7 separate regions of the Mus musculus genome follow, and all the other regions are linked to region 1. Evidence: chromatin contacts called from public HiChIP or PLAC-seq and promoter capture Hi-C data. All regions are on one chromosome and are shown on one strand. Each heading gives the region's core, a stretch centred on a gene start, on an enhancer-like site or on the middle of the called end of the contact. The rest is flanking DNA. Distances are from core to core; before and after follow the strand shown.

The links. Promoter capture Hi-C pulls out the DNA fragments that hold promoters and counts their contacts. HiChIP or PLAC-seq counts read pairs in DNA pulled down with a chosen protein or histone mark.
Region 2: a contact with region 1 is called in a promoter capture Hi-C map of pre-B cells, with 4 times the contacts expected there. The contact joins the promoter of Cox5b here to the promoter of Fam168b in region 1. A contact is called at or near these places in 2 of 39 promoter capture datasets (hippocampal neurons and pre-B cells), 1 of 115 datasets of contacts at active chromatin or transcription factors (astrocytes) and 1 of 9 other capture datasets (adipose tissue).
Region 3: a promoter capture Hi-C map of pre-B cells shows a contact between it and region 1, with 4 times the contacts expected there. The contact joins the promoter of Cnnm3 here to the promoter of Fam168b in region 1. A contact is called at or near these places in 3 of 39 promoter capture datasets (cranial neural crest, pre-B cells and second pharyngeal arch cranial neural crest) and 1 of 115 datasets of contacts at active chromatin or transcription factors (astrocytes).
Region 4: a contact with region 1 is called in a FOXA1 HiChIP or PLAC-seq map of pancreatic cancer cells. The contact joins the enhancer-like site here to the promoter of Fam168b in region 1. A contact is called at or near these places in 3 of 39 promoter capture datasets (the 3T3-L1 cell line, hippocampal neurons and pre-B cells) and 3 of 115 datasets of contacts at active chromatin or transcription factors (the NIH/3T3 cell line, large pre-B cells and pancreatic cancer cells).
Region 5: a contact with region 1 is called in a promoter capture Hi-C map of pre-B cells, with 5 times the contacts expected there. The contact joins the promoter of Cnnm4 here to the promoter of Fam168b in region 1. A contact is called at or near these places in 10 of 39 promoter capture datasets (the 3T3-L1 cell line, the C10 cell line, the HPC-7 cell line and 6 more), 1 of 484 Hi-C or Micro-C datasets (the HPC-7 cell line), 4 of 115 datasets of contacts at active chromatin or transcription factors (the NIH/3T3 cell line, embryonic forebrain, large pre-B cells and 1 more) and 2 of 9 other capture datasets (adipose tissue and liver).
Region 6: a promoter capture Hi-C map of pre-B cells shows a contact between it and region 1, with 6 times the contacts expected there. The contact joins the promoter of Lman2l here to the promoter of Fam168b in region 1. A contact is called at or near these places in 3 of 39 promoter capture datasets (cranial neural crest, hippocampal neurons and pre-B cells) and 3 of 115 datasets of contacts at active chromatin or transcription factors (astrocytes, extraembryonic endoderm stem cells and pancreatic cancer cells).
Region 7: a promoter capture Hi-C map of pre-B cells shows a contact between it and region 1, with 5 times the contacts expected there. The contact joins the promoter of Kansl3 here to the promoter of Fam168b in region 1. A contact is called at or near these places in 9 of 39 promoter capture datasets (the 3T3-L1 cell line, 3T3-L1-derived adipocytes, the C10 cell line and 6 more), 1 of 484 Hi-C or Micro-C datasets (pre-B cells), 3 of 115 datasets of contacts at active chromatin or transcription factors (astrocytes, large pre-B cells and pancreatic cancer cells) and 1 of 9 other capture datasets (adipose tissue).

What each region holds. Positions count from the first base shown.
Region 1 is chr1:34,841,291-34,845,110 of GRCm38.p6, forward strand. Fam168b (family with sequence similarity 168, member B) reads right to left here and starts at 1,760. Exons shown (of 7, transcript NM_174997.2): 1 at 1,538-1,760.
Region 2 is chr1:36,689,395-36,693,214 of GRCm38.p6, forward strand. Cox5b (cytochrome c oxidase subunit 5B) reads left to right here and starts at 2,093. Exons shown (of 4, transcript NM_009942.2): 1 at 2,093-2,295; 2 at 2,817-2,890; 3 at 3,057-3,156; 4 at 3,803-3,820. The coding sequence starts at 2,193.
Region 3 is chr1:36,509,771-36,513,590 of GRCm38.p6, forward strand. Cnnm3 (cyclin M3) reads left to right here and starts at 2,097. Exons shown (of 8, transcript NM_053186.3): 1 at 2,097-3,383. The coding sequence starts at 2,141.
Region 4 is chr1:36,490,675-36,494,494 of GRCm38.p6, forward strand. All of the region lies in intron 1 of Cnnm4 (cyclin M4), which reads left to right. Among named protein-coding and RNA genes, the nearest start is that of Cnnm3, 19 kb to the right of the region's middle. Within about 2 kb of position 1,932, at least 67 of the 459 cell types and tissues checked have an H3K27ac peak or open chromatin away from gene starts, as enhancers often do. A contact at or near this core is called in pancreatic cancer cells, where this site is marked.
Region 5 is chr1:36,469,852-36,473,671 of GRCm38.p6, forward strand. Cnnm4 (cyclin M4) reads left to right here and starts at 1,746. Exons shown (of 7, transcript NM_033570.2): 1 at 1,746-3,234. The coding sequence starts at 1,842. It overlaps Gm33454 (predicted gene, 33454), which reads right to left and starts at 1,918. Exons shown (of 3, transcript NR_168706.1): 1 at 1,611-1,918.
Region 6 is chr1:36,443,676-36,447,495 of GRCm38.p6, forward strand. It overlaps Lman2l (lectin, mannose-binding 2-like), which reads right to left and starts at 1,596. Exons shown (of 8, transcript NM_001013374.2): 1 at 1,375-1,596. The coding sequence starts at 1,558.
Region 7 is chr1:36,367,336-36,371,155 of GRCm38.p6, forward strand. It overlaps Kansl3 (KAT8 regulatory NSL complex subunit 3), which reads right to left and starts at 1,846. Exons shown (of 22, transcript NM_001310513.1): 1 at 1,770-1,846; 2 at 434-699. The coding sequence starts at 648.

The DNA of each region.
Region 1 (3,820 bases), core at 510-3,009:
GAATTTCATGGTGCTGTAACTGTCTCTATCCCAGAGATAGATGCTTAAATAAGTAAATTACAGATTGATTAGAAAAATATCAGCATTGGAAAGTTTTCCTTATGTCTGATAGCAAGGAGAGTAGTCTTGCAAGAAAACTCTCTAGTCCACCAAATTCAGCATTCACTGCTGTCTGTGCCCTTCCCAGACAACGTCGGGCTTTTCTGTAGAGAAGTCTGATCTCAAACAAACAAAACTACAGAACACAGACAGAAGCCAGGCATCACTACTGAGACACTAACACATTCATGCTTCGAAACTGTTCTCAGCTGGGCCATAAAAATTAACCGTCTATAAGACAAGCTAGGAAGACAACTCCCTTAAACCATAGGACCTTCGAAAATTATTTTTAACATGCATTTTTTTTCTTCTTCTTCTCATCTCTGTCTAACATTAAAATGGACAGAAAGGCAGGTGTAGAGCTAGCCCAAACCAATCTGAGACTGGAGAAAAGTCCAGTAACAGCAGCCAGCGGTTTCCTCCTCCTTCCTGGGTTCCAGGCACTGGCCTTATACAGACGGTCACTTCCACCCTTAGGGGCAGGAGGTCAGGAGAAGGGCAATTCTATCAACCGCTTCTCAACACCTCCTAGGTGAATGCAGAGACAAGCAACTCAAAACCCTGAAGCCCCCGCCTACTAGACCTTAACTTTCATTTGGTTCTGGTTACAATTAATTTTAACACCCGTAAAGCTTTTCTCACATGTCAAAACATTCCAAAAATGCTGCACGAGTAAACTACAGACACTACCGAAAAAAAAAAAATGAGCCAGCTTTATACAAAGACTAAAGAAAGCAAGCCCTTCAACGATTTCCACCACAGTAGCTTCGGCATTAGGAAAGGTGGCCTAGATTTCTCAAATCTTGGCTGTCAAAGGGAAAACCACTCATTAGCCTTTGACCTACCGAAGTTTTAAAGGCCGTCCTAATTACTTGCACCAGAACTACTCTAATTTAAAATCTTGTCATACTACAGAAAATCATCTCATCTTACACAAGGCGAAGTGGAGAGTTTAAGGCATAGGAACTGCCCAAACCTTTTTTTCTTTTTTTAAATTTTTTTTAAATGTAAGGTGTGTATGCGCACATGTGAACCTTTTCACTAGCAAACCTCCTTGCACGCAGAACACTCCAAGATGTTTACGTGAGTGCTTAAAACAATCAGCTCAGACAATGCAGGAGATACCACGAGAGAGAACACCCAGCCGAGGACGCGCTGGCAGGTCGTCCTTCTCTTTTTTCAGATGAACCTGGGCCACGGCCCGGAACGTCCTTCCTTTGCTAAGGTACCCTCCGAAGCCCACGTTTTCCAGCGAGAGGGGGATCGCCGGGTCTGCGGCGGCCCCGCGACCTTCCCGCCCCGCCCCCCGGCCCGCCGCGGACAAAGCGGCGCCCCTGCTCCCCGCGCGGCCCGACCAGGCGCTGCACAAAGCGCCGCACTTCCGGCCCGCGCCCGCCCGCCCGCCCCGAGCTGCCGCCCCCATGCTTCCCGTACTCACGGTGGCCTGAGCCTCCGGGACCGGCGCGCGCCGGCCCGAGCCGGCACGGCGTGGGGCTCGGCGACGGGCAGTGCCCAGACGACGCTCGGTTGCGGCCGACCGCTAGGCCCGCGCTGCCTCCCGCCCGCCCGCCAGCCTCGCCGCGGCCCCCGCTCCCGCCGACGCTGCGCAGACACCGCAGCCCACGACCTCACTTCCGCCCGCCGCGCGCCAGCCGGGGGCGCGCCGGGCACGTGACGCAGCTGCGCGCGCGCGCCCCGAGAGGCTTGCGCGAGATGCCCGGATGCTAGGACGCGCGCCTAGACTGCGAGCCTCCGCTCAAGCTCCGGCTAAAACCGGGCTGCAAACATCCTTGTAGAAAGTAGTTATGGCCCGTTGTAAGCATTTCCCCTGTTTTGTCCTTGTTTGGTTTTGGACCAGGATGGCCTTGAATTTACAGCTCTTCCTGCATCTACCTCTAGAGTACTGGCCTTAAAGCGACAGCCACCGAGCACAGTCCTAAGATTTTATTTTTAATATGCGTGTAAGTGTGTAGCTGTGTGTGGGGTTGTTCACAAGAGTGCTGGCATGTGATCCTCTCTAGCTGGAGTTACAGGGGATTTCTAGCTTTCCTACGTGCGGTGGTGATGGAAACTTCTCTGAGCCATCTCTGGGATTCCCCACCCCCCTTTAAAAAGATGTATTCGTTTTGTGTGTGAGTGTTTCGCCTGCAAGAATGTGTGTTCACTGCCAAGTACCTGCTTAACGCCTACAGAGGTCAGAAGAGGGAGTTACAGATGTTTATGAACCATTCTGTGAATTGAACCCAGGTGCTCTATAAGAGCAAGCAGCAAACATAGCCTTTAACCCCAACATTTGGGACGCAGAGGCAGGGGGATCTCTAAGTTAGAGGCCAACTTGGTCTAAGGATTGATATCAGCCAAGGCTATGCAGAAAAATTCTGTCTAGAGAAGAAAAATAATCACTGAGGCATCTCTCCACCCTCTTTTCTTTTTGATCTTTCAGTTCCAAGGCCACCAAAAAGATTTTTACCCCGGTAAGCTTGCATCTGTCACAGAGCTAAGAAATAACAAGCACTTAGAGCAAGCCCCAAACCACACTGGCTTCACAAAACAGAAAAGTCAACATCAAGTATGCATGCTAGGAAATGTTTGGGAATAGAGAATAGTAAAAAAGGGGCAGTTAAGCTTCCTATCAGATATGAAAGCATATTTAAAGGCTGCAGCCGATAAGCTCACTAGTGCACAAATAATGAACCAATGGAATGTAATGGGAAATCCAGAAGTATACTAAAACAATTGGGAGAAGTTGACATCTAATAAAATATTTCATATCACTAGGTGCTATTATTTGGATCTTAAAGGTTCAAAAAAAAAATCTACATGTTGATGTCTTGGCTGCTAGCCTGAGAGCTGACACTGTGTATGCTACACAGACTCAGAGATTTGCCTGCCTCTGCCCTTAAGTGCTGGGATTAAGGACATGTGCCACCATGCCTGGCTTTTCCCACCATTTTTTTTCCACAGCAAACATGACTAGCTGAGGATGAAGAAGGATCACTAAATTATTGGTACTGGGGCCACCACAAACGTATAGACTGTATCTGTAACTCATGCACCAGAATAGATTCCAACTTTTAAAAAAGGCATACATTTTTAAGTGTGGAAACAAAAAAGAAGAGAACATGGGGAAGTTCATTTCTAAATATGGAGTAAAGAACTTCTCTTGTCAAAAGCCACCAACAATGCCTATGAGGAACACTGATTGGAGGGGCAAGGAAGTGGGATTAGCAGGTTAAAAAGCTTTGCACTGAAGCCTGGGGGTCCTCAGAGCCCACTAGTGAAAGAGAACAGTCTCCATTAAAATTTTGAAAATGTTTTGGAGAAATCACCTTAAGGAAAATTAAAAGGCACTTGATTAAGAATGAAACACCACAAAAGGTTAATCTCTTTAGTATTCTGAGACCTTCCAGAGGCCAATAAGAACCAGTTATAGCCGAGAACATATAAATAGGTCTCAATAATATGGAAAAAAAAAGTCAACTGTATCTCTACATACACACAAAAAAATTCAGGTTAAAACTTTAAGACACAGGACTTTGGAGGCAGAGATATAAGGAGAGCCTCAAGCTTGAAGCCATCTGGCCTACATGGTGAGTTCTTAGGCCATCAAGAATTTGTTTCAATAAGAAAGGCAACAAAACAAAACCTCAAGCAAACAAACATTAAGGTGGCATTTTTACCAGTGGCTGGGAAATACTGCTTTAAAAAAGGCAATATCCTC
Region 2 (3,820 bases), core at 843-3,342, 1.8 Mb after region 1:
TATGTGCATTTCTTTGTGCTCAGGACACTTCTGTTGCCACCCTGGAGACTTCCAGGAGGGAGAGTTTCCAAGTCCCACAGTACACAAAGGGAACCCTCAACCCCTCCTTGCTTCAAATCATCTCCAGGCTCAAAATATTAATTGTGCTGAGGCTGAGAAAAATCTGGCTTAGTGTGGGTCGGGGACAGAAAGAATAAATGCCAAATTGCCAGCTTGTGTTGTTTGTGTTATATGATTTTTTTTTTACAATGTGCTTTTGATGCACATTGACTAAGAATGGCCTCCATGGTCTCATATATTTGAAGGCTTCGTCATTAGGGAGTGGCATTACTTGACAGAGATTAAGAACTATGGCCTTGTTGGCAGAAGTGTGTCTCTGCAGGTGGGCTTTGAGGGTTCAAAAGCCCAAGCCAGACCCAGCGTCTCTCACTTCCTTCTGCCTGTGGATCCTGAGGTAGAACTCTCAGCATCTCCTCCAGCACCATGTCTGCCTGGATGCTGCCCTGCTTCCCTCCATGATGATAACGGGCTAAACCTCTGAATTGTAAACCAGCCCCAATTAAATGTTTTCCTTCATAAGTGTTGCCGTGGTCACAGTGTCTCTTCACCCTAACAAAGACATCTAGTCTTGGTTTTCCTGAGTGTTCTCTAAAGGAGGAAAGATGGTGGAGCTGGCTGATGGGGCTGACTGGGGTTTTCCCTCTTAATGTGGACACAAATCAATAATGGGTTCATTGGAGGAAAGATGCCTTGAATTAGGAATTAATCCAGATGATTGTAGTGGAGACAAGGAAGTAAAAATGAAAACTATGCAAAGTGTAAGCCCATCTTCACAGTCAAGAAATTTGGTGCCTCATTATAGGCTATTTTTTTTTCTTGGTTGAGGGCAGCCATGAAGACCAGGTTAGTTCCTCTGAAGGAATGTTCCACCAGACCCTTTTGAAAATAACCTACAAGGGGTAGGTGACAACACCCAGGAATTTAGTCCTTTGTAGTTTTCCTCAACTTGACCTTTTGTAGTCACAAGCTCTATAAACTATATTTTTGGTCCAAGCGGCAGGATTTACTAAAAGTCATTTGATATTATTATGTCAGGCCTCTGCAAGGTACTTAAGATTTCATCACTGGGACGCAATTAGGGAAGCATAGATACTGTATGCAGCCATAGTGTTTCAGGAATGTTCCACAACGAGAATAAATCGAAGAAGCCAGTGTTTGGAAATCTAGTGAACGCTCTGCCGTGAGTTGTCAGGCTTTACCTGTGTGCAACACTGAGCAATGGAGGACGTTTTCTGTCTAAATTAGAGACTTCTGGCCACGGTGCCTATTGTCATTTCCAGTTGCATTATTAACTTTCTTTCTGTCCCTCCTCCTCCTAGTATCCTCATCGTGGTGGAGTGGCCATCAGGAGGTATCCTACATCTATGCCTCCAAAGCCCTTCTGCACCGCACCCCCCGCACCCCCCTCATCCTTGTCCCTGGGGCCAACACCATCACCTCCCATAACATTACTATAGGAGGAAAACTGAGGACGGTGCAACAGCTTTAATCCCAGCAGAGGTAACCAGATCTCTGTGAGCTTTAGACCACCCTGATCTACATAGGGAGTTAAAGGTCAGCCAGGCTACATAGTGATACCGTGCTTAAAAAACAAAACAAAACAGAGTGGAGGAGGGAATTGAGGCTAAGACTGTGTGTGTGGGGGGGTGTACTGTCAATTTCTGACGGAGTGGGCCATTGCAACAATTTGGTAACAACTAAAGCTGTCTGCAGTCTCGAACCCGTGGCTAACAGGCATAACAAACACAACAGGCTTCCTGAGCTCACGCCCAAGGTTGTATGATTCGTGGTGGAAGCCCTTGACTGCGGGAACTTCGGCTTCCACAGCACCTCCACTACAAGAACTACTATGTGGCTGGGACACTGGGCGCGAACACTCAAGCGGACAGGTCATGAACCCGAAAGCCGCTAGCTGTCAGGGTGACTGACGCCACGCCCCGGAGGCGGCGGGAGTCTGCGCGGCCCACGAAGAGGCAGAACTGCGCATGTGCGGCGTCTACTTTTAGCGCTGCTTCGGCTGGTCGGGGCAGGAAGCGGAAGACTGACCGGGCGTTGTTAGACTCCCACCAACGGAAGTCCCGCCCATCTTGCTCAGCCTGTTCCCGGAAGTGCATCTGCTTGTCTCGGGCGAGATGGCTTCAAGGTTACTTCGCGGAGTGGGCGCTTTGGCGGCGCAGGCCCTGAGGGCCCACGGCCCCCGTGGCGCGGCCGTGACCCGCTCCATGGCTTCTGGAGGTACGTGACCAGCTGGGCGGGACAGGCCGGTGTCCATGGCCTCCGGCGTGGTTGGTGATGGGCGGTCGAGCGGGGTCGGCCATTAGCGTTCTCTCGAGCCCTGCTGACCACCTTAGGCTCCGGGAGCCGGCGCTCTGTCCGGTCTTGCTGTAATTTCGGCCGCCCACCCGATCGAACCCGCTTTCAAAGTGCCCTCACTGGAAGGTGCCGGGTGACCTTGGAACACAAGGACTTGGAGGGCTGAAAAAGCGCTGGACCAACATTCAAATCCCTTGCCCGCCACCAGCCAGTATACTCTCATGACTTGATTGTAGGGAAAGTCGACAACCAAGCTTCCGCGGTGGGAAGGGAAAAACGGTATGGCTTGGGAGTCATGCCTCAGTGGGCTTAGGGGACTGTGGGAATGGGTAGCTTGGGAACCCACCAAAGAAGCGGATAACGTCACCTTTCCCGTGTTGATCTTTTTATCGTGTATCCATCGTGGTCATATCAATTGCCGTAGCTCATTTTTCTTCTTCTAGGTGGTGTCCCCACTGATGAGGAGCAGGCTACTGGGCTGGAGAGGGAGATCATGATAGCAGCACAGAAGGGACTGGTAAGGAGAAATGCTGTGTCCTCTGGAGCCCTGGGGCTTGGATGGGATTAGAGGAGTTCCTGTCAGCCAGCGTCTGGTCCTGACAACCCAGCTTGTAGGAACGGCCCTTTTGCAGTGCAGTGGCAGGCGTTATCTGTCATAAATAGTCAACTCTTGTCTCTTTCAGGACCCATACAATATGCTACCTCCAAAGGCAGCTTCAGGCACCAAGGAAGACCCTAATCTAGTCCCGTCCATCAGCAACAAGAGAATAGTGGGCTGCATCTGTAAGCACTTTGTTTTTATTTTCTGGCCCATTTGTTTATAACCTGCCTCACAGAATGTCTATAAATTGCTTCAGATATGTGTGTATGATGGACTGTATGTGTGTAAAAATGTAAATATGTGTATACATTGTTGTAAGGGTTGTTGACTGTCTTAAGTCTCAGTATGCATGAGAAGTCACAGAAGGCAGATGACCCTGGAGCTGTAGTTACAAGCAAGGCTGTGAGCCACTTTGCTGTGGCTACTGGGAATTGAACTCAGGTCCTCTGGAAGAGCAGTCCATGCTTTTAATTGCTGAACTATCTTTCCAGCCCAGATTATTTACACACACACACACACGTATGTACATACATATGCCAGGTACTGTTTGTTTCAAGCACTAGGGATACACATGAGTACAGATCCTGTTTTGGAATTTTGCATAGGGACTGGAATTGTTAGAACCTACAGTGACCCCATACAAGGTTATCTTACTCACAGGTAAATGCATCCCCGCTTTTTCATTTGAAGGAGCGGAGCGTGAAGTGGTCTCCTAGTCAGTGGCAGTTTTGTTGCTGTGTCCGAAGTGTCTGTAGGAAAGAGGTGAATGCTGAAAGCCTCCCTCTGTACATGGACGCTGGATGACTGTCAACCGTCTTTCCCTTTCAGGTGAAGAGGACAACTGTA
Region 3 (3,820 bases), core at 847-3,346, 1.7 Mb after region 1:
TCAGGGGAAAAAGATTTGCACTTGGGTAGGCAATGGAAAGAATACCCCAAATGAAAGGCTAACGTAGAAATGTGTATACAGGGATGGGATGAAGTTGGAGCCGTGTATACAGAGATGGGATAAAGTTGGAGCGGTCTGTTGTCCATCACAAGTGTGTTTGGTGCTGAACCCCTGCGACATACCAGCTGCTCTAGCTTTGTGGGGAAGAGATCATTGTCCCAGGCCTTCGCCCCTCCTGTCACTTCTCTCTGGGACCTTTCTTCCCAGACCTTATAAGGCTTGCCCCTCATATCAACCTCTGTTCAAATGTTCCCTCCTTGATTACCTACATCTCCGTTAGCATCATCTCCCCAATGTTTCCTCGTCCTCTCCTTATAACACTTCCAACCGGGTCTTAAAATGTTTCCTGGGATCCCAGCACTGGTTCTGAGCACCACGAGGGTGGAAGCTGTTGTCCCTGCCAGAGTTCCAGCCTTTGGGAAGTTACCTGTCCCGCACACACTCAGTGTAGGAAATGCTTGTCACACGAGCAAATGAAGAGCACATGGAGCTAAGATGCACAAGCTAGCCAGGGAGATCATACCTTGCCCCCATTTATGAGGTGTTTGCTTTGTTACATTTTTTTATTGTTATTTTAAAATTGATGTTTGGCCAGGCAGTAGTGGCACATGTCTTTAATCCCAGCACTTGGGAGGCAGAGGCAGGTGGATTTCTGAGTTCGAGGCCAGCCTGGTCTACAGAGTTCCAGGACAGCCAGGGCTACACAGAGAAACACTGTCTCAAAAAAAAAATTGATGTTTGTATGTGTATGTTTGCGTGTATGCACATATGCCATGTGGGACTGTTTCAGTTATGTCTACAGAATCCATTTTAGAAAAAAAATTCAAGAGGCTGGAGAGATGGACTCAGTGGTTAAGAGCACTTACCACTCTTGCAGAAGGCCTGGTTCCCAGAACCAACATGGTGGCTCACAAATGTCAACTCTAGTTCCAGGGGATGTAGTGCCCTCTTCTAGCCTCCTTCGGCACCTGCATACACAACACACATACATACACTTGGGCCCACACAGACACAAAACAAAACAAAACATATGTATAAGATGTGTACATGTCTTAGTACATTTAGGGAGAAAGTAGAGAGAAAAATGCAAAAAACAGGGATACCCATAGAGAAGCTAATCCCATAAAGACCACATACAATGAACGAAGAATGCTCCATCTGATCATGCAGGTGTCTTCCAAAATAAGGACAAAAAGAACCCTCTCAAACAGCTTTCTCAACCCGAGGAATCAGAATAAACTGTGGTTGTGAAGCTAGCATGTATGGAAATTCCTGACAGCTGCTATCTCCCTGCATGGCTGAATGACCCGAATGTCAGGTGCATGTCAGAAACCAAAGGCACACAGAATCAGTCTCTAAACATCGTTTTATTGTAAGCTTAATTACATGAAACAAGTGTGAAGATTCAAGGAAACAGATTTTTCTGGGTTTGAGTATTTACTATGGACCTTCCTATCAAGGCATCTTCCTCAAAAGCAGGTGTCTGTCTTGATATCCACAGAGCCCAACGCAAAGCTAAGAGACTTTAGCTTTAAAACAAACCAATAGAGCTGGGTGAGGTTAAGAATGTGTGCTGAGGACCAGAGTTCAGTTCCCAGCACAGCTTCCCATTAGCTTGGAACTCCAGCTCCAGGGGGAATTCGACGCCCTCTTGCGTCTGCCCAAAGCACTGCCCTCGCAAGCGCAAACCCACATACAAATACAAATGATAAGAAAATGTTTTAAACAAACGACTCCAGGTTTCCCTGTGCCCAGTCCCTGGTTCTTATTCAGCCCTTAGCCTTGCTGGCCAGAGGGTTAATGACCTTCCTTTGCTCGTCCACACGCGCCGGGAACTCCGAGGCCGTCCCAGACAGCCGCCCCGCGTCCTCCCTTGCCTGCGGAGCCCCACGCCCCTCCGGCTCGCCCCGCCCCGCGCCGCTTGTTTACTCCCCGGCGCAGCCTAGTTCTCCCCAGAGCCCGCCCCCGCCAGCCGCTTATTGGTCAAAGTGACGCGGAGGCCCGCGCCGATTGGCTGCAACAACAGAGGCGCGGGTGAGTGGGGTAGGCTGCGCCCGAGGCCCAGAAGGGGTAGCAGGCCATGGCGGCGGCTGCTGCGGCTGTGGTGGGTTGGTTGGGCTGGGTGCTTGCCGCGTTCTGTCTGGGCAGCACCGCAGGGGAGGCGGCGCCGGCGCCGGGCGCGGGACTGCTGAACTTCTGCACGGAAGAGGACAGCGCACCGGGCGCGGGCTCCCTGCGCGGAAGGGCAGCGCCAGAGGCCACTTTGTGCTTGCGACTCTTCTGCTCCGGCTTGGCCAACAGCTCCTGGACCTGGGTAGCCGCCGAGGGCGCAGGCTGCCCGGAGGGCGGACGGGCCACGGAGCCCGAGGAGGCGGCCGCCCCGACGGGCGAGTGGCGCGCGCTGCTGCGCCTGCGCGCCGAGGCCGGCCACCCGCGCTCCGCGCTGCTGGCGGTGCGCGTGGAGCCGGGTGGTGGGGCCGCGGAGGAGGCGGCGCCGCCCTGGGCGCTGGGGCTGGGGGCGGCCGGGCTGCTGGCCCTGGCGGCGGTGGCGCGCGGCCTGCAGCTGAGCGCGCTGGCGCTGGCGCCGGCCGAGGTGCAGGTGCTGCGCGAGAGCGGCTCGGAGGCGGAGCGCGCGGCGGCGCGGCGCCTGGAACCCGCGCGGCGCTGGGCCGGCTGCGCCCTGGGCGCGCTGCTGCTTCTGGCCAGCCTGGCGCAGGCGGCACTGGCCGTGCTGCTGTACGGGGCGGCGGGCCAGCGCGCCGTGCCCGCCGTGCTGGGTTGCGCGGGGCTGGTGTTCCTGGTGGGTGAGGTGCTGCCGGCCGCCGTGAGCGGACGCTGGGCGCTGGCGCTGGCGCCGCGCGCGTTGGGCCTCAGCCGCCTGGCGGTGCTGCTCACCTTGCCCGTGGCGCTGCCGGTCGGGCAGCTGCTGGAGCTGGCAGCGCGGCCGGGGCGTCTGCGGGAGCGCGTGCTGGAGCTGGCGCGCGGCGGCGGCGACCCCTACAGCGACCTCAGCAAGGGAGTGCTGCGCTCCCGGACCGTGGAGGACGTGCTCACGCCGCTCGAAGACTGCTTTATGCTGGACTCCGGCACTGTCCTAGACTTCAGCGTCCTCGCCAGCATCATGCAGAGCGGCCACACGCGCATCCCAGTGTACGAGGAGGAGCGCTCCAACATCGTGGACATGCTCTACCTCAAAGACTTGGCTATCGTTGAGCCCGAGGACTGCACACCGCTCAGCACCATCACCCGCTTCTACAACCATCCACTCCACTTTGTCTTCAACGATACCAAACTGGACGCTGTCCTGGAGGAGTTCAAGCGAGGTAAGGGGACGCCCCTGTTAGAAAGGCCCCAGAAAGTGATGGCCTTGTACCTGCGAATGACCTTTGGAAATATTTAAAGACCCACCTTTTAGAAGCGGAAGGAAGTGCTATGGGAGTCTGATGCGGGAGGATCGGAAGGTGGTTACCCTGTTTGTTAAATAGAAAATTTTAAAAAAGTTGGGGATGTAGCTCAGTGCTTGCCTAACATACATGAAGCCCTGACCATTACCCAGTACCACATAAACCCAAGCAGTGGCCTACCTACTTAGAAGGATGGAAGCCGGCCTGGACTAAAGATTCTGTCTCAAAAGTAAATGAATGAATAAAAAGATCCATTGGCAGGCAGCAAGCATGCCTACTTGGCTCTAATCCCAGAGGTTTCCTTCTCCTGGGCTGTATTGTGCACTTGGGCTTCCTAGTTGCCCCAGATTCTTGGA
Region 4 (3,820 bases), core at 682-3,181, 1.6 Mb after region 1:
TGGCTCCTCCAATAAATTTAGGCCTGAGTCGTCCTTTATGGCAGCTGCAATTCTTTGTTATAAATACTGGTTGGATCTTCCTAGCTGCACCTTGTATACTCTATGAGTATTTCCTTAGTAGTCACTTCCTAGGGATGGAAGAAAGTGCTGAGTCCAAGGTCTTTGCACATTGAACATGTTAATATATGTTGCCATGTTCCTGAAGAAAACATTTCAACTCCTATCAGTAATGACCAGTTCTGTTAATGCATAGTACCCATCTGACAAATCGAAACGCCACCCCTCCTGTAGATTACTGGGTTGGGTCCCTAGCACTGCCAAAACAAAGCAGTAGACTGGTAGGTAAATTTTAACACCCAAGGTAATTTGCATTTCCTTGGATTAACTTGTATTTATTAATTTGTATTTAAAATTAAGTTTGTAGGCAGGAGAATTGCAGTGAATGTCAGGCCAGCCTAGGCTATAAAGTTTCAGTCTACCATGAGGTACAGATGGAGACCCTATATAAAAAAAAAAGGGGGGGGTAGGGTGGAGTTGACAAAGAGATGGCTCAATGGCTAAACAAACTCAACTTGTGATTTTTCTAATTGGTTTATAAAGTGATATGGACTGGCTTAGTTAACCCAATACCTCTCAGTGAATAGTCTCCTTTTGCTTTTGATTTAGATGTCAGATTTGTAATCTGATATTTCTTTCTCTCTCTCTCTCTCTCTCTCTCTCTCTCTCTCTCTCTCTCTCTCTCTCTCTCTCTCTCCGGCCGGTGTGCCAACTGGAGGTTTTATTTTGTTGGTTTTAAAAGCAAGGTCAGCTTGGTTGGCCTGAAGCTCACTGTAGCCCAGGCTGCCTCTGCCTTCTAATTGCTGGGCTTTATTTCTGAACTCTCTCACTGGTTTGCCCAGCCCAGCTGTAATCACAGTCGTCTTATTGCCAGGCATGGCAGCATGTGCCTGTGGGAGAGGCTAAGGTGAGAGGATTACATGATCCCAGGAACCCAAGAGTTTGACAGAAGCCTGGGCACCATCATGAGACCCTCATATTGAAAATATGATTTGGGCGTATGAGCTGTCTCTTGTTTTACAAGCCTGACCTACCTGAGGTAGAACCCTAGAAGCCACATAAATATGGAAAGAGAACCAACTCCACAGAGTTATCCTCCAACCTCCTGCATGTACTGTGGTATACCCTCTCCACCCCCAACATACATACACCCGTAACAATAATAAGTGACATTATTAAGGTATATACATAAAATTAATTAGATTAAATTAAGGGCTTCTTTTAGTATTCCTTTCTGTTGTGACTGACCAGTTTCTGTCTTGGCATGGGTGTCTCAGGCCAGCCCCAAGCTATGGATAAAGTGATCTCTAATGTTTGAATGGCTAAGGTGAGAGGGTTGTGAACTGAAGACCTTTCTGTGGAACCACAGATGGCTCTCAAGCTCCCATAGCCTGTGGGACAGCCTGAGCTCCTGGGCAGTTGGGTGACTGATTCTCTTGTCTCTTCTCTGGGGGAATAGGGATGTGGCCACGTCTCTCCCTCGCCTGCCCACTCACGTGGCTCCTCTCAGTGCTCAGCAACCCCACTTTTTCTTTGTTATTTATTAGGATTAATTATGATTATTTTACATAGGCTCTCACTTGGGCCCTTGTGTTTGCTTCAGTGCAAGCAGTTTACCACCTGCACCATCTCCCAGCCTCCCACTGCCTTCCTACGGCCTAGGAAACCCAGCATGACTGAGCACAGCCTACCCAGCAACTACAGCCTTGTGGTCTCCTAGCCTCTGCCAGGTCACTCGCCCAGCCTGGGAGGAGCATGGTCACCACGTAGATGAAGCTATGATAGTGGATGAATGGCCCCAGTCTTCCCAGGCTGGAAGGCAAGGAGTTTGTCCCACTCTGGCTCAGGCCTCTCCCACCCCTAAGAGCTGGGAAGGGCGGCTGCTCCTCCTGCTGGCTGAGGTCAGCACTATTAATAGCCAGCTTAATCCTGCTCAGGCCTGGGGAGAGGGAGGAAAAGGAGCCGGTTGCCAGGAAGTCAGAGTGTCCAGCCATCTGTAGGTGCAGACCGGTGACCCAAGGTGTGGTGTCCAGTCACCAAGTTAACATCCAGGACCCGTTGCGGGAACTTGGGATTTTGCCTTATTGGGTGGCCCAGTGAGGAGGTCGCCTAGGATGCCACCATCTCTGATAGTAAGATCCCTTGTCTGGTCCAGGGTTTCTTCCCAGGGGAAAAGTAGCTAGACTGATGGGGGCCTTTGGACTTTGAAACCCAGAACCCAGTAGCACATTTCCTTATAGTCTTTAATGGATTGTAAAAAAAAAAAATTTTATGGGAGGGAGGAAGACATGGCAGTTTGCTAAAATAAGTGTCGTTCAGGGTGGGGTTCTGGCCTTCTAGGGCTCTGGAGACTCCCTTTTAAAATCTGGGTGGGGGTTTGGAGCTCCTGCATACTGGGTATAAGGAAGCCTTCAGGGTTAGCTGGGACGATGTGTAAGCTTCGGGCAGAGATGACAGATGTGCCACAGCTGGGGATGGTGGCATACTTATGTAAGGCAGGAGGATGAGAAGTTTAAGGCCATCATATGCTACATAGTGAATTCAAGGTGAACTTGGCCTATATGAGACCCTGTCTCAGAAAACTGAACTAAACAAAACCAGATGCGACACGGGAAAGCTGGAAGCAAAGGGTGTCGCCGAGGGACTTGGGTTATAGGTTCTTTCTCCCTCTGCCTCCACCTTTTAACCCCTTCCGTGTGAATCAGGGCCATAGGGCAGGGGTGGGGTAGGGTGGGGTGGGGTGGGGTGGAGTGGGGGAGTGGAAACTCACTTATGGCTGGCTGGGAAGGGGAAGGTTCCTCCTGGCTAGTTCTGGGACAAAGGTCAGTAAAGGGTAGAGTGGGCAAGCTTGCCTCAAGGTAGGACCTGATACACTTAAGGACAGCCAGGATTCTAGGGTGCCTCTTTCCTGTGGTCCCTCCCACTCAACTGTCCCCTTTTCAAACAGTGCTGGTACTTAGGACATCGGGAGAAGCAGTGTTAGAATGTTTTTACAGTATTTCCTTGCATTTTGCTTTATTTCTATGTGTGAGGGCATGTGCATGCTATGATGCACATGTGCATATGTCAGAAGTTAACTTTGGCTTGCTGTCTGTTCGCTCCACCAGGTGGGTTCTCTGTATTAAACTCAAGCCTCAGGCTGGGCCACACCCTTACCCACCAAGCCATCTTGCAGACCTTAGAGTGCTGTCTTATTATTTATTTATTTTTATGTGTTTTTGTGTCTGTGTCTGTGTGTGAGCATATGCACACGCATGCAGGTACCTGTGGAGGCCAGAAAAGGATGGTAAATGTCCTAGAGTTGTAGTTTCTGGCAGTTGTGAGCCACCAGTCCTGAAAGAGCAACTCACGTGCTTAGCGCTGAGCCATCGCGATAGCCTCCACTCTCAGAGCCTCTTCTTTCTAAAGTTACTTTGTGTGTTCCTTTTGACTATAAAATTAATACAGTTAGTTATGGAAATGTGGAATGTCTGTATAAAAAAGGGAATAATGAGAAAGCCCATCCTCAGGTTACACAATATGAAACTGCTGTTTTGGGGCTAAAATTAGCCAAGTACCAGCAATTATATATGGACAACCAAATATTAGTACTTTGTTATATTTCCTCTTTGAGAAGTGAAATTTCCAGCTGTAAATGCATCATTTAAATACTCTTAATTTCTTATTTCAGCCACAGCTCAAGTTCCATTATCTAATTGAATGATCCTCAACATCAAAGTGAGGTACTTCATTAAAATGCACTCCTATGAGAGTTAGAATCCAC
Region 5 (3,820 bases), core at 496-2,995, 1.6 Mb after region 1:
CCTCCAGCTGGCTGTTTACAGAACCCACCAGCACAATGCCAGAGCATTAAGTCAGCCTCTGCTACCCAGCCTCCCCCACAACACTGCATGAGTGTTCCATTATGTTTGGATTTTTGCTGCTGGTATTGATTGTTGCCTTAATTGGCAGGCTGTGTACCAAAGTAAAAATAAACACAGGGGTTTGTACAGAGACATAGAGAAGGACTGTGTCTCTAGGGCCAGGAGAAGCCCTGCTGGGAGACCCAGGGGTCAACCCAGGCCTTGTGCTTAGTATAGCTCTTGCAACTGAGGTAAGGATGTTTGTCATCCGTGTCCTGCCCTTCACAGGGTGGACAGCTGTGGGTGGATAGCTGTGGTCATCCCCACACACTGAGTTCATAGCTGCCGGATGACATCCAAGTGGGGCTGACCAGGAAGCAGTGATCTCAAGGCTAGAACAGCAGCCCCACCCCTCAGTTCATTTCCACAAGCAGCTGCCTCAGCTGGCCAGTCACCACAATTTGGGGTTAAGGGTATGGTCCTGAAAGAGCAGGCAGCAACAACTATTACTACACAGGCAAAGACTATTCACAGAGAGTTGTTATGTCATATTCGGTGTGTAAGCCAGTTGTTCTCACGTGCTTAGCCAGGTGATGCTGTGTTATCACTCTTCCTGCCGTCAAATTAAAAACTAAAACCATAACTAAACAATAAAATCAATCCAGGCATGGTGGTGCATATCTGTAAACCCTGCACTTGGGAGGTAATGGACATAGGATCGGGAGTTCAAGGTCAGCCTCAGATTTGAAGAGTTCAAAGCCATATCGGGCTATGTAAGACCTTGTCTCAAAAAAAAAAAAAAAAAAAAACAAACAAAAAACAAAAAACAAAAACAAAACAAAAAAAAAAAAACCAGTCATTCTTACCGCCATTTACAGACAGGGACTAGGATTAACGGTGAAGATCTGAAAGGCCTAGGATTTTGTGCCTAGGTTCAAAATTTGCATCTGTAAGAAGTAAAACACTTAGTGTTCCTGTGTGTGTTTACTTGCTTATTGCGCTCCCCCTCCTGCCCCCGTATGGCTTGTCTTGTTTACTGCCATTTTTCTGATGATAGGCTGTAAACTAAAGATGTGCAAGAATTTTGGCTTGTTCATTGCCGTATCGTTAGAGTATGAAACAAGAGTACATGTTCAATGAAAACTCATCCCTAAATAGAAATGACAGGTGAAAAACCTAGGTCAGAGCCTGGTCCCTCAGCACCTTAGGGGTCTAGACAGAACCGAGGAGTGGGCTGGGGGACTTCGGGGGCAGTGACAACCTATTTCTGGCATTGGGTCAAGGTCAACGAAAATCCCAGAAGTAAGGAGGCTGTAACGCCAGCCTGAACCCTCAGGTTCCCTTTTCTTTTTCTAAACCAGGAAATGCATTTTTCTCGCTGTGCCCGCGGAGAAGCACCACCCGCCCCAGAACGGAGCGACAGAGTGCAGGGGACCCGGAAGCAACCGAGCGCGTGGGGCTTGGGAGCCGGGCTCCCTAAGGAGGAGCGCGGGAGAAGCCCGGTGCCGCGCGGAAGCTTGGCTGGGCGCACCCCCGCTGCGGGCTCCCGCGCTCGCCCCGCGCCGTTCTACCTTAAGGGCGCAGACCTCCTTAAGCCGGGCGCGCGAGCCGTGGGTAGGGGCGGGACATCGCATGCAAATAAGGGGCGTGGGGCGGCGGGGCGGGGCGGGCGGGGCGCGGTCTGACGTCAGGTCCTCGGCTGGGGCAGTTGGCGCGGCGGCAGCGGAGCGGCAGGAGGGCAGGAGCGGAGGCGCCGAGTGAGGCGCGCGGCGGGGCGCGGGCAGCGGCGGGGCCGGAGCAACATGGCGCCGGGGGGCGGGGGCGGGCGGCGGGACGGCTGGCCGGCCCGAGGGCGCCTCCTCCTGGCTGCGCTGCTGCTGCTATGGACGCGGGCGGCCAGCGGCCAGAGCAGCCCCCAGCAGAGCGTGATCCTAGGCATGAGGCTAGCGAGCTGCAACAAGTCGTGCGGGATGAACCCGGATGGCATCATCTTCGTGTCCGAGGGCAGCACGGTGAACTTGAGGCTCTATGGCCACAGCCTGGGCGATATCTCCAGCAACCTGATCTCCTTCACCGAGGTGGACGACGCCGAGGCGGTCCACAACTCCACCAACTGCCTGGAGCTCACCAAGGACTTAGTGGTCCAGCGGCTGGTCAACGTGAGCCGCGGGAACACGTCGGGGATGCTAGTGGTGATTACCAAGTTCCTGCGGAGGAGCGAGAACATGAAGCTGTACGCGCTGTGCACCCGGCCCCGGGCCGACGGGCCCTGGACCAGATGGACGGACAAGGACTCCCTGCTCTTCATGGTGGAGGAGCATGGGAGGTTTCTGCCGCTCTGGCTGCACATCCTTCTCGTTATGGTGCTGTTGGTGCTGTCGGGCATCTTTTCTGGCCTCAACCTGGGGCTTATGGCCCTGGACCCGATGGAGCTGCGCATCGTGCAGAACTGTGGAACTGAGAAGGAGAGAAAGTATGCTCGCAAGATAGAGCCCATCAGGCGCAAGGGCAACTACCTGCTCTGCTCGCTGCTCCTGGGGAACGTGCTAGTCAACACCTCCCTCACCATCCTTCTAGACAACCTCATCGGGTCTGGCATCATGGCAGTGGCCTCCTCTACCATTGGCATTGTCATCTTTGGGGAGATCTTACCTCAAGCCCTGTGCTCCCGGCACGGGCTGGCTGTGGGTGCCAACACTATTGTTCTCACCAAAGTCTTTATGCTCCTCACTTTTCCCTTGAGTTTCCCCATTAGCAAACTCCTGGACTTCGTCTTAGGTCAGGAGATTCGCACTGTTTACAATCGGGAGAAGCTGATGGAGATGTTGAAGGTGACAGAGCCCTATAATGACTTGGTGAAGGAGGAGTTAAATATGATCCAGGGTGCCCTGGAACTAAGGACCAAAACTGTGGAGGATATCATGACCCAGCTACACGACTGCTTCATGATCCGCAGTGATGCCATTCTGGACTTCAACACCATGTCGGAGATTATGGAGAGTGGCTACACTCGCATTCCTGTGTTTGAAGATGAGCAATCCAATATTGTAGATATCCTGTATGTCAAAGACTTGGCTTTTGTTGACCCGGATGACTGCACCCCGCTCAAGACCATCACTCGCTTCTACAACCACCCGGTACATTTTGTTTTTCATGACACCAAGCTGGATGCCATGCTAGAGGAATTTAAGAAGGGTAAGGACTGGTGTAGCTCCTGGTTAAATGTCCTTTTGATACCTCTCGTTCCCCTGAAGCATCCCCTGCATGCTCTCTGTCTGCAGGTTTTACTCTTCTGTTTGTGCGATTTATTCTGGGTCCCCCTGTCCATGGCTTCCTATGCTTCTGGTGTGAACGTTATCAGGCGCAGCAGAAGCGGTTCTCAAGCCTTTGCCTTCTGCCAGGCACTGTGTTCTGTGCTTAGTTGAATCAAAGCTGAAGGAGATACACTTGTCTGGAGCTGGTGAAGGGAGACAGGGTAAGGCTCATTCATGCCTGAAATGAGGCAGCCACCAGGCCTCCTGGGTGGGTGGGGAAGTAGCCAGGGAGCTGAGGATGTTGTCACAGGGGAAGGCACATTTGAGGGGAATCTTAAAAGATGAAGTGACTTGGGCCTGGGTCACACCCCTCTTGTGAGGAAGCCAAGGATTCGCTTGTGGTTCAGCAGGTGGTTCTGTCTAGTGGACCTTCTGGCTCTGCTGGTCCATGGCCATCAGGGGACGGGTTGGAGTTTTGCACACTTTTCCCCCCCGAGTTTGTTCCAGGTTTGGAACTGTGTGTCCTC
Region 6 (3,820 bases), core at 346-2,845, 1.6 Mb after region 1:
ACTGGAGCCATTATTTTTCCTTTAGTATTATTAATGAATACATGAATTAATGTTTTTCTTTTTCTTTTTGAATGTGAGTCTCAATATTCTGTCTCAGGCTCCTGGACCACAGGTACCTGACATCTCACCAAACTTCCTTCAGCTAAATTCTTCAGCTGAAGAATCCAACCCACCACAGAGCTGTCATTTACACATGGCACAGTAACAGTAGTTGAGATCTGTATGTGTGGGTGAACTTTAGCACTATGAAAGGACAAAAATTTTGTCATTTATATTAAAAGAGATATATTCTCAAAAGCCTATGAGCTTAAACATATTCTTTTAAAATCAATCTTTCAGGCCGGGCAGTGATGGCACACACCTTTAATCCCAGCATTTGGGAGGCAGAGGCAAGCGGATTTCTGAGTTCGAGGCCAGCCTGGTCTACAGAGTGAGTTCCAGGACAGCCAAGGCTACACAGAGAAACCCTGTCTCGAAAAACAAAATAAATAAATAAATAAATAAATAAATAAAATTTAAAAAATAAAATAAAATCAATCTTTCAAGTGTAGCTGATTATCCCCAAATCCCTTAGACTAAGTATAAGTACCCCCAGGGTGAAAAACCAGACTAACCCATAGTATCAGCAGGGACCAACACTAAGGAGGTACTACAACCAACCAGTAAAATAATGACATCTTAGTAACAGAAATGACATCTTAGTAACAAAAATTCAAACTGCTTTCTGCAGTTTAAATTTGTGTTTCCTGCACCCCCTATCCACAGCTCTGCGAGAAAAACAAACTTGTATTAAGCTCTAACAGCATTAATTTCTCTTCTTTGTAGACACCTGTGTCAATTTTCTGACACTGAGCTGTGCTTAGAGATCTAGAAATCCCTGAAGAGAGCAATGCTAACCAGCCTCTTTCATCATCAGGGCTCGCGGCCTGGGAAGGAAGGAGCAGGTGTTCTAACCAGCAAACAGACTTTTTTCCCCCTCTCCTTCCTCAGTCCGACCGAGTTCTACCCGGGTTCTTGCTTTCTATCCAGAGCAGCCACCACTCTATCCCGACACCGGCTCATCGCTAATGGTCCTCAACCATCCCTCATTTATCTCAGTTCTCTCTCCTCATATTTCTGTCCAACTCCAAACACCTCTTCCTTCGAGCCTGACACTAGTGACAGCTGAGAGCCCTACCTAGACCTACTAGAAACTTCTAGCGCTCGGAAAGGGGCGGGGGTGGGGGGCGGACCCTTGTCCTTCGGACCTGTGGCTCTTCAAAGGAGCGGAGATCCTCGGGGCGCCCCCTCCCGCCGGGGACTGCGTCCTCGAGCTCAGTCCCGACTCGGTCCCCAAGCCCTCCCTGCACGACCACCTCGCCCCGGGCGCCTCACCCTGGTAGGGCTTCGACAGCGAGTGCTCCCGTTTCAAGTACTCCACCGCTTGACCCGCCCTGACATGCCGCGGCCCCGGCCCAGACCCCAACAGAAGGAGAAAGAGCAAAAGCTTGGCCCCGTCCCGAGCCCACGCGCGCCGCCGCCACCGCTGCCACCAGGAGGGTCTCGAAGCCGCCGCCATCTTTCCCACCGCCGGCCCTTCATCAAAAAGCCCGCCCCGTGGCCCAACCCATTGGCCTGCGGAACCATCGGCCCGATCTCCCATTGGCTCCTGGAGAGTTCCCTCCCCCGCAGGTGAGTATCCCACCGATTGGCTGACTAGTAGCAGTTGCCTTGCCAACCCAGGCAAGGGGCGTTGCCGAATGTCCAGACTCCCTTCTCTGCTTTTGTCCCAGGCTTCACCAGGCCTGCTAGTAATAGAGATTCTTAGTTTGTTTCTGCATTCTATAGTAAATTTAAAGCGATAAAACATTTTTTTTTCCCGATTGTCACTGCCATTTGTACCTACCTGGCCGCCAAGCTAACAGCCAAGAGGGCATAGAAGTAAAAAGAAAAATAGACAAATCCGTGACTAAAATGAGTGGAAGGAACTGAAGACTAGCTGTGTTGGTAAAGAACTTGACTTACGATGTGGGAAGGCATTAGGTCATCCCAGCACTCTGGAGACTGAGGCAGGAAGGTGAGGAGTTCAAAGTCAACACAGTGAGTTAGGGAGTGACCTAAGTAATTCATTAGAATGAAACGACTGGTTCCAGGGTGGTGGTGGTGCACGGATTGTATCCCAATGCTTGGAGGCAACGGTATTTGGATCTCTGAGTTTGAGGCAAGCCTGGTCTACAGAGCAAGTTCTAGAATAGCCAAGGCTACACAGAGAAACCTTGTCTCAAACAGGCAAACCAAACCAAAGAAACAAACATCTGGCAAACTGTCTCAAACAGGCAAACCAAACCAAAGAAACAAACATCTGGCAAACTGTAAAATGTGTAAAGGGCAGCCTGGGTTACATGCTGGGTTGACGAGCACAATCAACCAACATCACATGATGATATTTATAGAAATTAAGTGTATGCTAAATTCTGTGTGAATTTTCAGGGTTACATGCTTTTATTGTGCAAACCTTGTTCCTTGATTTAAAATGATTGGTTAAATAGAATTGACTACAGCCAATTACTGGAGGGAGGGATTAGAGGTAGGTGGGTTTTAAGTTACTTAGTTGAGGGTGGAGAAGAGAGCAGAAGGAAGAGAAACCAGGGGAGAAGAGGAAGAACGAAAGAAGGGGAGGAAGCCTCCAGGAGACGAGATGGACTATGAGTCCATGGCCAGAAGAAGCAGCCAAGTACTTAGGCTGTACCACTGGGGAGGTAGCCAGGCCAGCAGTTAGAAGAGTAGATTAGGGGTTACCCCTAGAAACTGTCAAAGCCAAATAAAATAACCATAGTCTGAGTCTCACTTACTTGTAAGCTGGTCAGGGATAAACTTAAATTGGTTGTACTACACCCCAGAGTTCATATTTCACCAAGTTCCAGCTTCCTGCCTGATTGCTCACTTCTTTCAGAAAACTAGCTTCCTCTTACCTACTTCCTCCTGGAGGCCTCCCTCGACCCCACTCAGACCCGACCGTGTGTGCATTGCTGAGCTCTGACTCTGGTCCATAGATAGCTACAATGGACTTATCAGACTTGTGTCTACATCTTCCCAATAGACACAGTCAAAGCTAACTCTCTTCCAAACATGAGTAAATTTTACAGAGAAACAAGATGTGAGCTTGCCTCAGAGAAGATCAACTCTTGAAAGCTGACAAAGCTACCGATCTTTTACAACCCTATCTCGAGACAGATAAATGGTGACAAGACTTTAGGAACTGCAGTTAATCTCTTTGCCATTCACTTACCACAAAACCATTTAGGACCCACAGTGGCCATAGAGTAACTTCCAGTCACCCTAGTTTGGCCACCCAAACCCCATAGGAACCGATCAGATCAGTCTGTACACATGTCCATTAAAATGGGTGTCACCGGAATTACATAACTCAACTAACATATTAAGCATGTTCTCCTATCCAGGAATGCAGCTCACAGGCCTTTCTTATTTATTTCGTATACCAAACCCCACCCACTTCCACACCCCCAACCCCTGTCACCAGTACAGAGTAAGGATTCTATTGGCTTTAAAGAGTTATTTCCACTATATTTCTCTGTTAAGTAGATTGTTTTTGTTGTGCTTAAATAATAAAATGTAACCTTTGAAGACTTTTATCTGTTGTTTGGCTAGCCCCTCTACCTTGGTTTTCCCCCATTCCTTGTGCTGCTAAGGGTTAAACCCAAACCTTGCACATGCTAGGGAAATGTTCTGCCATCAGGCTACATCCCCAGCCCTGTCTATTTCTTCATTGTTTTGTCATATAGGGAAATCAAATCAAGGATTTCAAGCATGTCAGGCAAGG
Region 7 (3,820 bases), core at 596-3,095, 1.5 Mb after region 1:
GGGTGGCTGGAAAGATAAAGAGACTTACTTAGGAAGGGTTTAGATTAACCCACAGGTGGCTTTTTGTAAGGAGGTAAGAATTGAAAGCAATGTTTTGGGAACTGTCTCCCAATCTGTGCACTGAAGCCAGAGACTCAATGATAGATTGTAGCCACTGCCAAACAAACTAGATGCTGCAGTAAAGGGAAGAAGGAATTATCTAGTTACTGGGAACTAAGCAAGCTAGGCTGTTTTCCTTTGCGCATCTCCCTTTCCTAACTCATGTTTGGCAATGTCTGTGTAGGTGTCCAACTTTGCCCTGCCGTTCTGATGCTGCTCATCCAAGCTCTCCATTCACCCTGCAGCCCCAATCACTCCTAAGAACATCTAAGCCCCGCCACGCATCACTTCCTTAAGAAGGAAACCCAAACTCACATGGTATTCTCAAACTCACATAGTATTCTCCTGCTGCCGACGGGGGGTTACAAAGAGCATGCGGGTGGGGCGGGCACTACTGGCATCTGGGTGGGCACTCCACGGTTTTGCATAGCTATGATCCAGGAAAACGAGGTCCAGTTCCCGCTCATGCACTGAAAGCTGGAAGAGCAGGGAGGTACCCATCCGCCGAGCTGAAGTCTGGAAGTCCCTCTCCCCACCCCGGTGGGCCATGTCAGTAGTCAAGCAGCCAAGTCAGGGTGTGAATATCTGCATGCTAGTCACCTGCAGTGAAAGGGGGCTTGTGAATTCAATAGCTTCCATTTCTCCCAACTTTCACTATCAAAACATGTCTTTATGCTCAGCATTCGATCTTTGATTATGCACATCTATGTGTCCTCCCACACCGCCACCAAACAGAACGGTGCCATACACAATTTTATAACTGTAAACTGACAAGACTCCACAGTTCACAAAAACATGACCTTTGCAATTGCCAAGGCGTGGTGACGCACGCCTTTAATCCCAGCACTGGGGAGGCGGAAGCAGACGGATCTCCGGGAGTTCAAGGGCAGCCTAGTCTACAGAGTGGGTTCCAGGACAGCCAGAGCAATATATTGAGATCCCATCTCAAAAACAAAAACCTAAATTTGCTGGGCAATTTTCTTCCTGGGTGGTAAAGGTTTTTGCAAACCAGAGGGATCACAAACATGAATTCATCAAAAGCTAAAGGTCCCTACTTTTCGTCCCCTAAACAGGACGTGGGCAGGGCTGGTCTGCTCGGGTGGCCCCAGCACAACAGGCGGGCACCGCGGGCCTCCAAGCTTCATTGCTTTGGGCTGAGGTCAAGGGGACTCTCCTAGGGTCACGCTCCACCAAAGGTTTGCATCAACCTCATGGTACTCCGGAGTTTTGGGAAGAGAAAAACTAGAGCCCGCCCTCAGCCCGGCCGGGCCCTCAGAAGGCCTCTCCTCCTTCGCCCTCCCTCGGCGAGGCGCCCAGCAAACGGCCCGCTCCTCTGAGAGGTTCCCGCCACGGAACCGCAGAACCTCAAAACGGCCCACCCGGGCGGCGGCCCCGGAGCCCGGACGACTCGGCCAAGGTCATCCCGAGTTCCCGGCGAGGAGGAGCCGCCCGGCCCCACCTCCCCTCCCGGGGCCCTCCTCGGCCTCGCGCCTCGGCCGCCCCAGCGCCGCGTCTGCCTCCCGCGCCCCGCCCGGCCGGCCCGGCCTGGCCCGCGGCTTCAGCCCCCGACCCCTCATGCCCGCGGAGCCCCGAGGGCTTCTCCGAGCCCGCCGCCCAACGCCTGGAACCCCACGGGCCACCACCCGCGCCGGGGCAAAACCGCGTCTCACCCGCAGTTGTCGGCCGCGCGCTCGCCCGAGCCGGACCCCAATGCGCGTGCGCCTTACCTCCCGGCGCCTTGGGCTCTGAGGAAAACGCGGAAGCAGATCGCTCTCCCGGAACCGCGCGGCGGCGAGCGGCAAAGCCCGGAGCGGATCCGCGCCCGGGACCTGGCTAACCTGTGGGGAACGCGGAAAGCGCGCGCGACTCCCGGGGCAGAGACGTTCTCCCTCTGCGTTTTCTGTGGGAAAAGTGAGGACAAAGAGCAAGATAGTTCAGACCACCCCAGCGCTCGGTGTCCCCTTCCCTGTTACAGAGCTGGGTTCAATTTGCAGTGTGCGGGTGGGGTTTATTTCAGCCCATCGGGGTTTATAATCCTAGCACTCTCTGGAGGCTGAGACAGGAGGATCGAGGTGAGTTCCAGAACAACCTGAGCTACACCATGACACCCTGTCTCAAGACCTCAAAGCAAACCAGAGAGATGGGGAGATGAAGAGAGGGAGGGAAAGCTTTGCAGAATGTTGGGATACAATTCTAGGGCTCTGCGGAGTTTAATAAGAAACTGGTACAGCTCAGACTAGGATGAGGTGGAAGATGAGGCAGAGGACAGATGTAAGGTTCAATTTTTTTTTCCCCCAGGTTTTTTTAATTAGGTATTTAAAAGGATCTTTACCAATCCTAAATCAGATAGGGGACTAATATCCAATATATATAAAGAACTCAAAAACATGGACTAAAGAAAACCAAATAACCCCATTAAAAATGGGGCTCAGAGCTAAACAAAGAATTCTCAACTGAGGAATACCAAATGGCTGAGAAGCACCTGAAAAAATGTTCAACATCCTTAATCATCAGGGAAATGCAAATCAAAACAACCCTGAGATTCCACCTCACACCATCAGAATGGCTAAGATTAAAAATTCAGGTGACAGCAGATACTTGCAAGGATGTGGAGAAAGAGGAACACTCCTCCATTGCTGGTGGGATTGCAAGCTTGTACAACCACTCTGGAAATCAGTCTGGTGGTTCCTCAGAAAATTGGACATAGTACTACCAGAGAATCCAGCAATACCTCTCCTGGGCATGTATCCAGATGTTCCAACTGGTAATAAGAACACATGCTCCACTATGTTCATAGCAGCCTTATTTATAATAGCCAGAAGTTGGAAAGAACCCGGATGTCCCTCAACAGAGGAATGGATACAGAAAATGTGGTACATTTACACAGTGGAGTACTACTCAGCTATTAAAAACAATGAATTTAAGGTTCGACTTTTAACTGCTTGGCTCAGCCTTTTTCTCAACTTTGAAATGTGCAAATGCCTAAACCCTGATTCACCAGGTTGCCAGGGGAATGCAGTCAATTATTTCTGCCACCTGTCAAGAGCTCCATTGATTTCTTGATGGCAATTACTATGAGCGACCCCCACCTCCCGGTCTTAGAACTCAGTGTTATTGGTTGTTTTTTCATTTATGGAGGGGATGGAGAGACAGGGTCCCATGTATCTCAGGCTAGGCTCATTCTAGCTATGCAGCCAGGGAAGACCTTGAATTTGGTTGATGGTTTGGTTCGATTTGGGTTTTGATTTTGTTTGGTTGGTTGTTTTTGTTTTGTTTTTGTTTTTGTTTTGTGTTTTGAGACAGAGTTTCTCTATGGAGCCCTGCTGTCCTGGAACAAGCTCTGTTGGCCAGGCTAGCCTCAAACACAGAGATCCGTCTTCTGCGCATGCCCACCACTTCCTGGTTGCCCTTGAACTTCTGACTCTTCTGCCCCTCTTCTTTTCAAGTGTCCGGATTATAGGCCTGCACCACCATAGAACACTGTTTTAAACACTCAGTTGCCATCCCATTTAGGCTTAAATAAGGTAGAGGGGTCGGGAAAATTAAGCTACAAAATGTTTCTAAGTGTACAACGACTGAAAATTAATTCAAGGGGTGTAACTGGCAGTTCATGACTCACATCCACAATGTCACTGCAGCCTTGGTTCTGAGCACACAACATGCACTTTCGCACGGCTCGTGCCATTTAGCTAGCTAGAGTGCCAACAAATCTTTCGAAACC